2 separate regions of the Sus scrofa genome follow, and region 1 is linked to region 2. Evidence: chromatin contacts called from public promoter capture Hi-C data. All regions are on one chromosome and are shown on one strand. The core of a region is the stretch at or near the end of the contact, and the rest is flanking DNA. Distances in the headings are between cores, read along the strand shown.

Evidence for each region. Promoter capture Hi-C pulls out the DNA fragments that hold promoters and counts their contacts.
Region 1: a contact with region 2 is called in a promoter capture Hi-C map of liver, with 15 times the contacts expected there. The contact joins the promoter of ANO1 here to the promoter of FADD in region 2. A contact is called at or near these places in 3 of 5 promoter capture datasets (fetal skeletal muscle, liver and skeletal muscle) and 3 of 47 Hi-C or Micro-C datasets (all in liver).

Annotation. Positions count from the first base shown.
Region 1 is chr2:3,369,489-3,375,665 of Sscrofa11.1, forward strand. It overlaps ANO1 (anoctamin-1), which reads right to left and starts at 3,921. Exons shown (of 27, transcript XM_021082678.1): 1 at 3,783-3,921. The coding sequence starts at 3,816.
Region 2 is chr2:3,190,200-3,196,115 of Sscrofa11.1, forward strand. It overlaps FADD (Fas (TNFRSF6)-associated via death domain), which reads right to left and starts at 4,621. Exons shown (of 2, transcript NM_001031797.1): 1 at 4,214-4,621; 2 at 1,519-2,292. The coding sequence starts at 4,499. The coding sequence ends at 1,943.

The DNA.
Region 1 (6,177 bases), core at 2,671-5,170, 180 kb after region 2:
CTGAGCAGGGCAGAGCAGCCTGAGAGATGGGCCTCTAATGAGTTCATGAAGCCCCCTACCAGCCCTGGAATCCTGAAATGCCCACTTCTGGACCTGTCTTATATGAAGGAAAAATCGCTTGTTAAAGATATCTTTTTTTGTTTCTCGCAGTTGAACCAACAGAAGCCTTCTCTGGGTCTCCCCTCCCTGCCATGTTGTGGCTGTTTGTGCAACTCTCCCAGTGTGATAGAGATGAAGAAACAGCCCCCGAGAGGGGGCGTGAACTGGCCGAGGTCACGGAGCTTCTCTTATATAAACATTCACTTCAGACCTGGAATAATTGCTAAAGCAAATAGGGCCAGCCTTGAGAGTGCCGGCCAAGACCGAGGCCTGGAGAGCGTTTCCCGACAGGATGTTCACATGACCACTAGTCGATGAGGCTGGGACACTTCGAAGGCCTTTGCCACCGTGGCTGCCGTCAGCCCCGCTCTGCCCTGCCCTCCCTGGGGACACACTGAGGGCTGGGTCAGCGGTCCCTGGGGCTCTGAGACAACACTTCCCTGGAGGGTCGCCTCTGGGATGGTCCAGGCATTGATCCCCAGGCCCCGGTCAGGCTGCTGAGGTAGAGCCAAGCCTCGCCCCTTCCACCCAGAGGCAAGAAGTTCCTTCAAGCTCTCCCTCCATCCCTCACCCCCCCCATTTGTCTGCATTTCCTGTGGTGGCAGGGGGCCCCTGACCTGCGATGACTCCTCCCACCTCCCGGGGACCCTCCTCTGATTGATGAGCAGTGACCTCATTCATCTCAACCCACTTCCTGCCTCGGGGTCTTTCTTTTTCTTTTTCTTTTTGCACGACCGCACCTGTGGCATATGGCTGTTCCCAGGCTAAAGGTCGAATCAGAGCTGCAGCTGCAGGCCTACGCCACAGCCACAGCAGTGCTGGATCTGTGTCGCATCTGGGACCTGTGCTGCAGCTTGTGGTGCCACCAGACCCTTAACCCACTGAGCGGGGCCAGGGATCGAACCTGCATCCTCATGGATACCATGTTGGGTTCTTAACCTGCTGAGCCACAACGGGAACTCCCATGGGGTCTTTCAAACCTCCCCAGCTGCCTCGTTCTCCTCACCCTCCGAGCCCACGGCGCCTTTCATGACCTCTGCTCTTGGTAAAGACGGTTCCTTCATAGATTCAGATACTTAGGGCCTCGCTCTGCACGGGCAATAGAGGCAGTAGCCAGACAGCAGTCCTTTCCCAGCTCAGACAGCAGACACTGACTATCAGCATCCTGTCCTTCTGGGGTCCCCTGAGGCAGGACAGACCCAGTGCACGGAAGAAGAAGCTGAGAGCCAAGCGCTTGATCGGCCCCAGGTCACAGCAGCGAAGCAGCCCCATCCCCAGGATGGAGCCCCGCCTCGGACCAGACCCCATGGTCTCCCCACCGCCCTTGGCAGCCTCTGCCCTGGAAGGAAGTCACCACACATGGCCCCGAAAGGGAAATCCTGGGTCTGCAGCGACAGCTGGAGAAGAAGAGCAGTTTCTCACTGCCAGCCATGCACCCCCTTCCCTCACCACGGCCCCTGCACCCCTCGCTGGTCCACAGCTGCCTAACATCCTGCAGTGGTGCTGACAGTCGTTAGGAAAGGCTGGTGCTAACCTTGTTTATACTAGGGTGTGGCGGACGGATACGTGTCGAACTGCTCTCCTTTGGAGATGCCGGCTTTATAATCAAGGGCTCTGAGGACCTAGAGCTTCGTGGCAAAGGAATAGAGACTGAGGGGTGCAGCTTCCAGCAGCATGACAAGGGGTCTCCCGGGGGGACCCCCTCGAGTTACAGATCGGTCTGCCAGGGAGGTGCATAAGGTCAGTTCATGAGTCCATGGGCTGTGCAGGTAGCATAGAAGTGTCACTCCCTGTGCAGCTCCTGAGAGAGGTGGAGGCAGCCCCCAGAGATCTAGCTGTTCGTCCCCCGTAGATGTGACCACGGCGACCCAGCCCTCCCTCAGCAGCCCCTTGTGCCCACCGGCCCTGTTTCACCCTCTCTATTAAAAGGCTCCTGCACCTGCCCGGAGAGTCGGCGTTTCCCACAATTCCCAGAGCGGAATCCCCTCTTCCTCTGAGTGCATCAGGCCAGCACCTCCCACTGGGCAGACACTCTGCGTGGTGATGGCAGAGCGACACCATGGCCCCGGGGCCACCGCAGAGGAACCGGGTTCTGACAACCTCGGCGCAGGCATCTCCGGGCTCTGGGGCGCTTGGCAGCCCTTTGAGGGCCTGTCAGGCCCTCTGATTGCTCAACTCACATTCCTCCGCCCTGTGGCTTGACTCTCAGACACTCTGAGAACAAACCAAAAATAAAGATTAGTCCTTTTCCAGCTAATTCTCTCATTTTTGCCAATCCTCGCTCTGTCCCCCTCTGCCCTTGGAGCCTGTCTCCCAAAGGAGGCCCAAGGGTCTTTCCTGGGGGGAATTCTGGCTTTGGCCAAGGAAGGCAGCTGCTGCGTAGACTCTGCCCTCTAACCTCTAGGGGGAAGCACAGAATGGGGCCCACGGAGAACCACCTCCTGCCCCCCGATCACTGGAGAGGACGCCCCAGCTCGGGCCCTGGGGGTCAGGGGCTTCATTCATTCCTCCATCCATTCACTCGAGAGGGACGGGTATCACTCATTCGTTCATTCACTAAAGCAAGGATGGGGGGCGGGCTGGTCAGAAGAATTCCAGTCTTGGACTTGGCAGCTGAAATCCCCAGAGGCACGAGCAGGACTCTATCATCAAAAATACCACCTGCCCCCAAGTGATCCAGCTGGTCCCTGATGCCGGGAAGGCCCCCAGAGCCCCATCCCCACCGAGGGGGTTCCCGCCTTTAGGAAGGCAGGCAGGAAACCACTAGCCCTGGAGAGGTGGGGGTGACCGGTGGGGGCCTCAAGGGGCGGGGCTGGGGGGCTCGGTAGACCTTGGTCCGAGACGGGAGGGAGTGGCCCAGCTGCGGGGCAGGAGAGGCTGCCCGGACCAGGTCCCGAGCCTTGAATTCTCAGCCCTCTACAGTGTGCCCACTCTTCCTGCCCTGGGGGTGTCCCGGTGGTTGGAGAGACGGTTCTGGAGAGAGTCACTCGTAGCGCTAATGCCACCAGCTGTGTGACTGTTGAGCCAGTGATGTCACCCCTCTGAGCCTCAACTATCCCCCCCACCCCCACCCTCTGTCGAAAAAGGATCCTAACAGCGCCCGGTGCGGGCTGGACCCTGAGCATAAAGCCCTCGACGTGTTTCCCCAGAGTGCTCTGGGGTGGATGCAGTGATTGGCCCCATTTTATTGATGGATAAACCACGGAGGGGTGACCCAACTTGCTCAAAGGCGTCACGGCAGGGCCGTGAGTGTCTGGTGCACGGCTAGCGTTCAGCCCAGGCCACACAGCACTTCTCGGAGGAGATGCTGGGCAACGGCTGGAGACCTTGTGGGGTTGTCACGGCAGAGGAGGGCGCTACTGCAGGGCCCAGGACAGCCCCCATGACAAGAGCGGCCCGGCCCCAAGTGTCCACGGTGCCAAGGAGGAGAAGCGCTGGTTTGTGACTGTCGTTCCAGGAAGGCCTCTCCATCGGAGGAAGGGTCTTGCAGGAACACACCCGCTGGCAGCCTGCCCTCCCCTCCCCACCCCAGGCTTTCCCCAGCCAGGCTGTGCTGGGCACCCTGAGAGGCTATGCTCCCTGCGTGCTCCCAGAGGGCAAACGGGGTGTCCGGCCCCAGATGGGTGGGGCTGGCAACGAGCGGCGCTCCCCCGGCCCCCATCCCCTTGAAGCCCGCTCCTTACTCATCAGCAGAGGGTCCAGCGTCGTCTCCTCCATCTTCGCGCCTCCCGTGTACCAGCCGGCTCCCTGCCGCTGATCTGGACACCTCTGTGCTGGAATCTCAGGCAAGGGGAGAGGCTTCTCCCGCGGGCCAGCAGCAGTTTGCTAAGTGAGTCAGTTAGTGAGAGGTTCAGAGCTCATGGGTTAATCATTAATCCACAGCCCGGACACTCCCCAGAATCCCCATGGACCCCGCCGGGCATGGCATCTTCCATCCTTGACCATGATCCTGGGGGACCTGCCCCATCAGGGCCGCTTAGCCTGACTACCTGCCGAAGAGGAGGGTCGGTGCCCAAGGACCCTCTGTCCCTTCATCCATATGGCTTCCACTCTGACAGGTCAAGTTGTTGAAAGAGAGTGGTCCCATCTCATGGCTCACGCTAACCCCGACCCACGCTCCCTTCAGATCCCTCTGCTGTGTTTCCCTAAGCGTCTCCTCTGTTCCCCATGCTGTGCCAGGCACTCAACCTACACACTCTCTTTGAATATTCTCATCATCCCTGCAAATAAAGGGTTGTGTGTCTCTATTTCATGAGTGGGGGGGTGAGGTCCAGGCAGGTGGCTGTCCAGTGACAAGTCTGGTGGAAAGCAGAAGAAAAAAAAAAGAGCAAATAATTTCTTCGGTTTCGGGGTCTCTGTTTCTTGAAGGCATGTGGGCACTGCAGGGCGTGGTGAGGGTTAAGCAGGGCAGTGCAGAAAAAGCGCTGAGCACACAGTAAGCACTCAATAAATATTGGCTGCCTCTCCTGTCACCCGGCTGTGTCTCAAAGCCAAGGATTCTGGCCTGGTTTGTTCACTGGTGTTGGACGGATGCTGTGTCAGGTGATTTGGCCAAAGCCATCGTGCAGGCCAGTCTCAACCCAGGTGAGTCCGACTCCCAGTGATGCGCTCTTTAAAAAGGCTGTGGAGGTCCCTCTGTGGCAAAGTGGGTTAAGAATCCAACTGTAGAAGTTCCCGTCATGGCTCAGTGGTTAACGAATCTGACCAGGAACCATGAGGTTGCCGGTTCGATCCCTGGCCTTGCTCAGTGGGTTAAGGATCTGGTGTTGCCGTGAGCTGTGGTGTGGGTTGCAGAAACGGCTCGGATTCCGCGTTGCTATGGCTGTGGTGTAGGCCGGCGGCTACAGCTCTGATTAGACCCCTAGCCTGGGAATCTCTATATGCTGCGGGTGCGGCCCTAGAAAAGGCAAAAAGACAAAAAAAGTTTTTAAAAAAAGAATCCAAGTGTAGGTCGGCTCAGGTCGCTGTGGAGGCTTAGGTTCGATCCCCAGCCAGGGAACTTCCATATGCTGCGGGCGTGGCCATTAAAAAAAGAACAGTCTGCACTTGGTCCCTGAGATATTATTCATCGTCTGCAAAGTGATTCGCACTTCCTTTAGGTGGGTGGTTTTGAAAGCAGCGGTACCAGGGTGTGGCTGTGGGGCTCCCCGCATGGGCCCTGGACCAGCTGCCTGACATTCCAGCTCCACGTCCGTGGGTGTAGACTCTTTGCAGAGCCCTGGCCTGGGGACAGTTGCTCGCTCTCCTGATCGGAGGAGGGGCATGTGGGTGGGGGAGGCGGGGAGGGAATGTAGGGAGACTTCTCCCTGGGGGTCGGGGATGCTGGGACAACAGGGAGACTCTTGGGGGCGGCAGGCCAGCTGTCAGCCTCCCCAGGAATCAACTCTGGGCTCCGGCATTTTATTCCAAAGCAGGTCCTGGCTCGTTTGGCCACCGCAAACCCGTCCTGCACCAACTCACATGAGAGTCAAGGGTGGTGCATCGGAGGCTGCCATTGGCTAGAGAGGCAATCATAGGTTTCATTTATTGGCTCATTCATTCATTCACAGGTTTCATTCGTCATTCACTCACGCACTCATTCATTCAGCCCTTCCAAAAACCATTTCTGAGCATCTGCTGGGTCCAGAAAGGCTGCTTTGGAGTGGGGAGCGGACAAGAAAGTCACCTGTTCTTGTGACAGCCAAGCAGGGCACGGGGTCTGGAGAAAGTAAGGTTTGAAAATTCCATTTTGAAAGTGAGTTTGATGCTATGCCCCGTTTTGTAAGAGCAATGCCCTCCCTCATCCTGGGCTCTAAATGTGTTTTAGGCAGACACCGCCGGGTCCCGAGGGCGCTGCAGAATTCCCCGGGGGGTTACACTTCCTCGGGCGGTAGGTTGGGTTGGTCCACACAGAAGGTGCAAATGCCAGCAAATTGAAGCTTTGTTTAGCCCTTAAAGCCTCCTAATGGGTTTTCAGCATTTACACTTGTCTCATTATTAATACCAACGACTAAATCCCGGCCCTGCCAAAGCTGTGTCTCCTTTTCTAAATACTGTCGGCACCAGGAGGTCACCCCCGGCCCTTTGTCAGTCTTATTT
Region 2 (5,916 bases), core at 3,371-5,870:
ACAGCCACAGAGGATCCGAGACACCCCTGCAACCTACACCACAGCTCACAGCGACACTGGATCCTTAACCCACTGAGAGAAGCCAGGGATCAAACCCACCACCCCACGGTTCCCAGTCGGATTCATTTCGCAGCACCACGATGGGAACTCCTGTTCTCACACTTGCTGGGCAGTGCTCGATTCTGAGGGCCCACGAAGGCACCCGTTTTTTCCCGTACTGTCATCATGCCCTTTGTGTCACAGAGCTGGGGAAATTCTGTGCTTCCCCAGGGCAGGTGGCTCACCTGCTCCATCTCTCTCAATGCCTGGCAGTGCAGCTACCCTAGAAGCCTCCAGGCCACCGATGGCTGAACACATAGATGCGTCTATGTGGCCCTGAGCCCACCCCTCTGGGGGCAGTTTCTTGTGAGCTCACCCTTCACCAGGCTCTGTGGCCCTGCCCCTGTGGACCACTGGGCCTGGCAGGCAGCCCACCTCCAGGCCCTGGGAGGCGGGCAGAGAGGCCCCCTCTCGCCCGGCGCCTCTTCTGTCCTGGACCACAGATCCGTGCTCAGGTGGTGAGGCGGCGCCAGCTCCCTCACCCTGCAGATGGAAACAGCTCCTCTCATGTCCGCCTCTGGCGTGTGTGTGAGGGGTGTGTGTGTAACTGAGCCTGGCCCAGCGCCGGGCCCGAGGGCTGTGAGCACGTGTTGTCAAAGCCTCTGGGGGAGCACCTGCTGTGAGGCAGACACAGGCTCCCCCCAGTGTGAGGCCCAGGCTGGAGGACACAGGGTGAGCATCAGGAAAAGCCCACATTCAGCAGATAAACCCTAAGCCGCGAGATCAGCACGTCTGAAATCTCTGTTCAAGAAACGTGGACACATTCTCCACACATCGCCTCTCTCCTAAAGCGACCCATGAGCCGAGCCACTCCCTCACTGAGGGCGATCATGTGTCACCCAGAGACCCTGACCGGGGCCTGAGGAGGCAGGTGCTGCGGGGAGGAGGGGCTATTCAGTGAGTGACACCAGGCCGGTCCACACGGCTCGGGGACTGAACTTGGCTCAGGTTCTTGGCAGCACCTTGAACTTGTGATGAACTGGTTAACGCTCTGTTCCTGGCCAGGGTTTTGAGGTCAACAGAGCAGGGCCACTCCTGTCTTGCCTACCGCATGGCCCCAGTGCCTAGCATGCCTGGCTGTGTAAACTCCTGTTGAAGGCCGGGTCACAGCGTGGAGGGGAGTGTTGCCAGGATCTCAGCAACACTGCATGGCATGAGGTCACGAGCAGCTTTCCCAAGGTCACAACTAGAAGGCACAACAACGGACAGTCACTTGGCTCTGATATCTCCTGGAGGTGGGCAGGCCCCTGCGCTGGTGAGAGCTGCCCCCTGGCAGACCACCCTTGGCTGAGGTCAACACTGCCCGGTTGTTGATCCCTGGAGCTGGTATGACATGCAGCCTGGATCACAGGCGGGGCCTGAGATCAGCTGCAGCAGGATGTGCGTGGGAATGGAAAATTCTCAATAATACGGAGGCTTCCTCTTTAAGGCACTTGTTTTTACAGGATTACCTTAGAAAGAGGAAGAAAGAGCACTTCTTAAAATCCCAGGGTCCAGCTCCCTGGCCAATTCTGTTATGGGAAAGAGAGTGACTCTGATACAAAACAGTAACAAGTGGCTGAATCAAACACTTCCCGCCCCCCTGGTGCCACTGGCCTCCTCACTGGCAGTGGTCAGACCGCACATCTGTACAGACGCTGGACAAGGTCCCACGGCATCCTCCCGCCGGGACTGGGTGAATGGGGGTGACAGTGGCTCCCTCGCAGGGGGCCCACAGGGACCACGGTCCTGCCTGGCTCTGCGGGCGGGCGCCGGCCCTCATCCCGGCTCCCGGCTGGGTCATCGCGGTGCTGGTGCAGACAGGACGGGGTCAACCTCGGGCCTTGGGAAGAGCAGCGGGTCATCAGGAAGCTCCCGACCCGGGCACGTCCTCGTCCCAGGAAATGAGGGACACAGGGTCGCTGCTCCCGCTCTCCCGCCGGGAGGCCCGGGCCTGCTGCTCTTCCTCCACCAGGTCGGCCACCAGGTTCAGGCGGCAGGCCCTGAGCGCATCCACCAGGTGGGACACGGCCGCGTCCTCCCTCCTGCTGTTCTTCCAGACTCGCAGCGACTCCCTCACCTGCTCGGTCAGGTTTCGGGGATACTTCTCCTCGATGGCGTCGATCTTGGCGTCAGACACTTTAAGCTGCCGAGCCAGCCGCCTCCAGTCCTTCCCCACGTTGTCGCAGATGATATCAAACGCCGCCCGCAGGTCTGGGGAGGGAAAGAACAGGCTGACTCCTCGAGCTTTGGGGGCGCGAGGAGACGGGCAACCCCGCAATCCCGATGGGCTTCAGGGTGCTGGGTCCGCAAGCGGTCCTCCCGCGGGGGCCGCCGTCACCCAGTAGCAGAGGGCTGGGGCGGCCCCAGAAACATGTGCCCTCCGTCTTAGTACGGAAGCTGCCCTGACTGACACCGTCTCTGGTCCCTGGCTGCCGTGTCCTCGTCTGCTGCATCGTCACTGCTGGGGTGAGCACCACAGACTCACGTGGCAGGAGAGGAGGAGGAATGATTCCTGCTGAGGCTCCTGCAAGCTGCACCCCAGCCCCGAGGCCTGAGCCGCCGTCGGCCTGGGTGCTAACACCTCCAGCCCGGACAGCCCTGGGACGGGGGCACCTGTGTCACCATGCCCATCCACACAGGGCACGTCACTTCCGGAGGTCACACAGCCGGACAACGGCAAAGCCAGGATGTGAAACCTGGCTGGTGTGGGGCCAGAGCCCCCTCTTAACCGCTATGCAAAAACGGCCCCTTATCAACCCGGCTGGACCAGCGGTTATTCTTCCGGTGTAACTTGCTCCATAAATAAAACAGACAGACGTAAACCATATAAACCTCAACTGTCACGAGCTATATTTTGGGGGCTGCCTTTTAATTTGATCAGAATTCTCCCTCCTCACTGATTCTCCTCGATAACAATTTGTGTGTCCTGTCTTGTTTGTTCGGCACTGCTGCGTGCCTAGTACGTCTGTCTGTGTATAAACCTGAAATTGGCTGCTCTCAGGCAGTCGTGCTGCCCAGCTTGCTACTCGCAAGCACCAGTCCCAATAGGATGCCCGCGGTGTCACATTTACATCCTTTTTTGGGTCAGTGACCACATGACTAATTCCAGGCCACAGCTTCAGGCCTGTGACATGTCCTCAAGGCACTGTCCACCCGGCTCCCTGGGCTCTGGGAACACAGAGGTGGCTGAGAATCCCAGCTACCCTCGGGTCTCTCACTGCTGGAAGCCCCTGCAAGCGCAGGGAGGGTGGAAAGAAGCCCAAAAGCAGCATGGTGGCTACAGTCACCCAGGGCGGCCAGGCGGCCCCCTTCAACCCTACGGGCTGCTAGTTACAGGCTGAGTATCTTGGGCACGTCACTTAACACCGCTCTCAGCCACAGTCCTTCCCATAGGAAATCAGGAATAGTAAGAGATGATGCTACCTAACAGGCTCATTGTGCAAATTAAACACATAAGCTGCAGAGTTCCCACTGTGGCTCATTGGTAACGAACCCAACTAGTATCCATGAGGATGAGGGTTCGATCCCTGGCCTCGCTCAGTGGGTTAAGGATCTGGCCTTGCCACGAGCTGTGGTGTAGGTTGTGCAGTGGAGGCTCGGTGGCCAGCAGCTACAGCTCTGACTCCGGCCCCTCGCCTAGGAATAGGAGCCCCCTGTTAAAGATTTATGATCACAGTATTTTCAGCCAGAGGAGAAGGACATTAACTGGGCAGACAAACCCCCCAGAGGATGCCCAGGAGGGCCGAATTCCCCCACCTGGGAGGTGAGCGACGCCCATTTCTTTCGAGTAACTTCTAATATGTACACCGGGACAAAACACTGAGGCTGGGGTGGGTGTCCGTGCTCAACAGCCTAGGAAACGTTAGCTTTTCGGAGTTTTCGTTCTCTTATCTGCAAAGCGGGCATGTCACCCGGCTCTCAGGAATGCTCAGAGAAAACACAACCCGGAAAAGCAAACCGAATCCGGAAAAGATTAGGCGCAGGGAATAGCGAAACCACTGGAGGGCCACCCCCCCCGCGCGGCCCGCCCGCCTCCCGGGCCCCGCCCTGCCCGTCCCCCACCCCGTCCCCCGGCCCCACCTCGCCCCTCCGGCCCCGCCCGCCCCCCGCGACCCCCGGCCCCCGCCCCCACCTCGCTCCTCCGGCGCCGCCCCGCCCGCCGCGCCCGCCTCGAAGGCGTCCAGGCGCCGCAGCAGGTCCTGGCGCCGCAGGGAGACGAGCAGCTCGCGCAGCAGCGCAGTGTGCTCGGGACTCAGCTCGTTCTGCTCCAGGAGCACGGAGAAGAGGTCCACGCCGCTCTGCACGCGCTCCAGCTTCCTCTTGCCCACGCGTCCCTGGCACAGGAACTTGAGCTCGGTCAGCTCGCTGCTTGACAGGCTGGCCGACACCGAGTGCAGCAGCACCAGGAACGGGTCCATGGCGGCGGGTGCGGGCTGCTGCCCGCTCGCCGGCCCGCGCTCCGGCAGACCGGGTCCCCCGCCTCCTCACGCGCCGGAGCTCCTCCGTCTGGCAGCCGCAGCTCCCACTTTGCCCGCCCTGCGCCCCGCCACCGGAAGTCTGCCGCAAACCCGCTTTCTCTCGCGAGAACGCCCCCGACCCGCGCATGCGCCCCGAGCCCAACCGTGGACAGCTCCTCCCGGGAGGCGTGCGCGGCCGCAAGGGGGCGCTTCGGACACGCTGGCGGAGGGGCCTTGGGACGGCCTCTGCGCCTGCGCCCTGCCGACCTTCTCCCTCCGGGTTGGCCTGTGTGGCCTTGGGGGTCCCGAGAGCTAGGGCCCCTGCTGGGGGGCACCCGCCTTCGTTTCCTGTGGAGTGTTGCACTGCGGATGCCGATAATAAATGCATTTCTCTATTAACATTTGCGAAAAGGCCTGTCCTTTGGTGCCCCCTGGACTTCTGTGTGCAGTAAAAACTTCAGAGGTTTTAGCGTTTCATAAATACTTGATTTTTAATGTTACCGTCATTATTTTCGAATGCTTATTAACGTTTATTAAGCGCCTACTGTCTGCCACGCAGTAGGTTCTGGAGACAAATTTGGGAACAAAGTGCGGAATTCCCCCCTGCCCGGAGCTTACAGCATCAGTACCCAAAGTTACGTAATACAGGTCAGCAAGACAGAAGTTAGCAGGACCCAGGGCCAAGGGGAGGGGGGGATGGGAGTGTGGCGGGGGGGCGGGGTCAGAGTCGGCCTCCTGCTGCAGGTGCGGGGAAGAGGAGGCAGGTGCGCAGGTGAGCCCGGAAGAGGGCGGGGCGGGGCGGAAGCCAGGGCAGAGGCACGGGGAGGGGGACGAGGTGGCGGGAGCCGAGCCTGGGAGGCAGGGCGTGGTCGGCAAGGGGAAGGCAGGAATTAGGAGCCGCCAGGTTGGGCTTTACTGCTCCAGAGATAAGCCCCTGCAGGGGAGGAGAGGAGGGGTGAAGCCTTTTATAAGTTACCTGGGGGTAGGGGTGGGGAATGAATATGTATATATTAATGTATATTAGATATAAAATCGAGGTGCAATTCACGTTCCCTACAACTCACTGCTTTACAGTGTACAATGTAGTCATTTTTAGTATATTCATAAAGTTCTGTAACTGCCACCATTAGCTAATTTTAAAACATTTTCATCACCCAGGTGGAAACCTGGTACCCATTAGCAGTCACTTCCTCCTTCCTCCCTCCCCACTCCTTTCTCCAGCCCCTGGCAACCGCTAATTTACTCCTGACTCTTTGGATTTGACTCTTCTGGACCTTTCGTGTAAGTGGAACCATACACTGCTTGGTCTTTTGTGCCTTTTTTTTTTTCCCCCCTGCACCAGCAGCATTGCAGAACTTCCCAGGCCAGGGACTGAAAC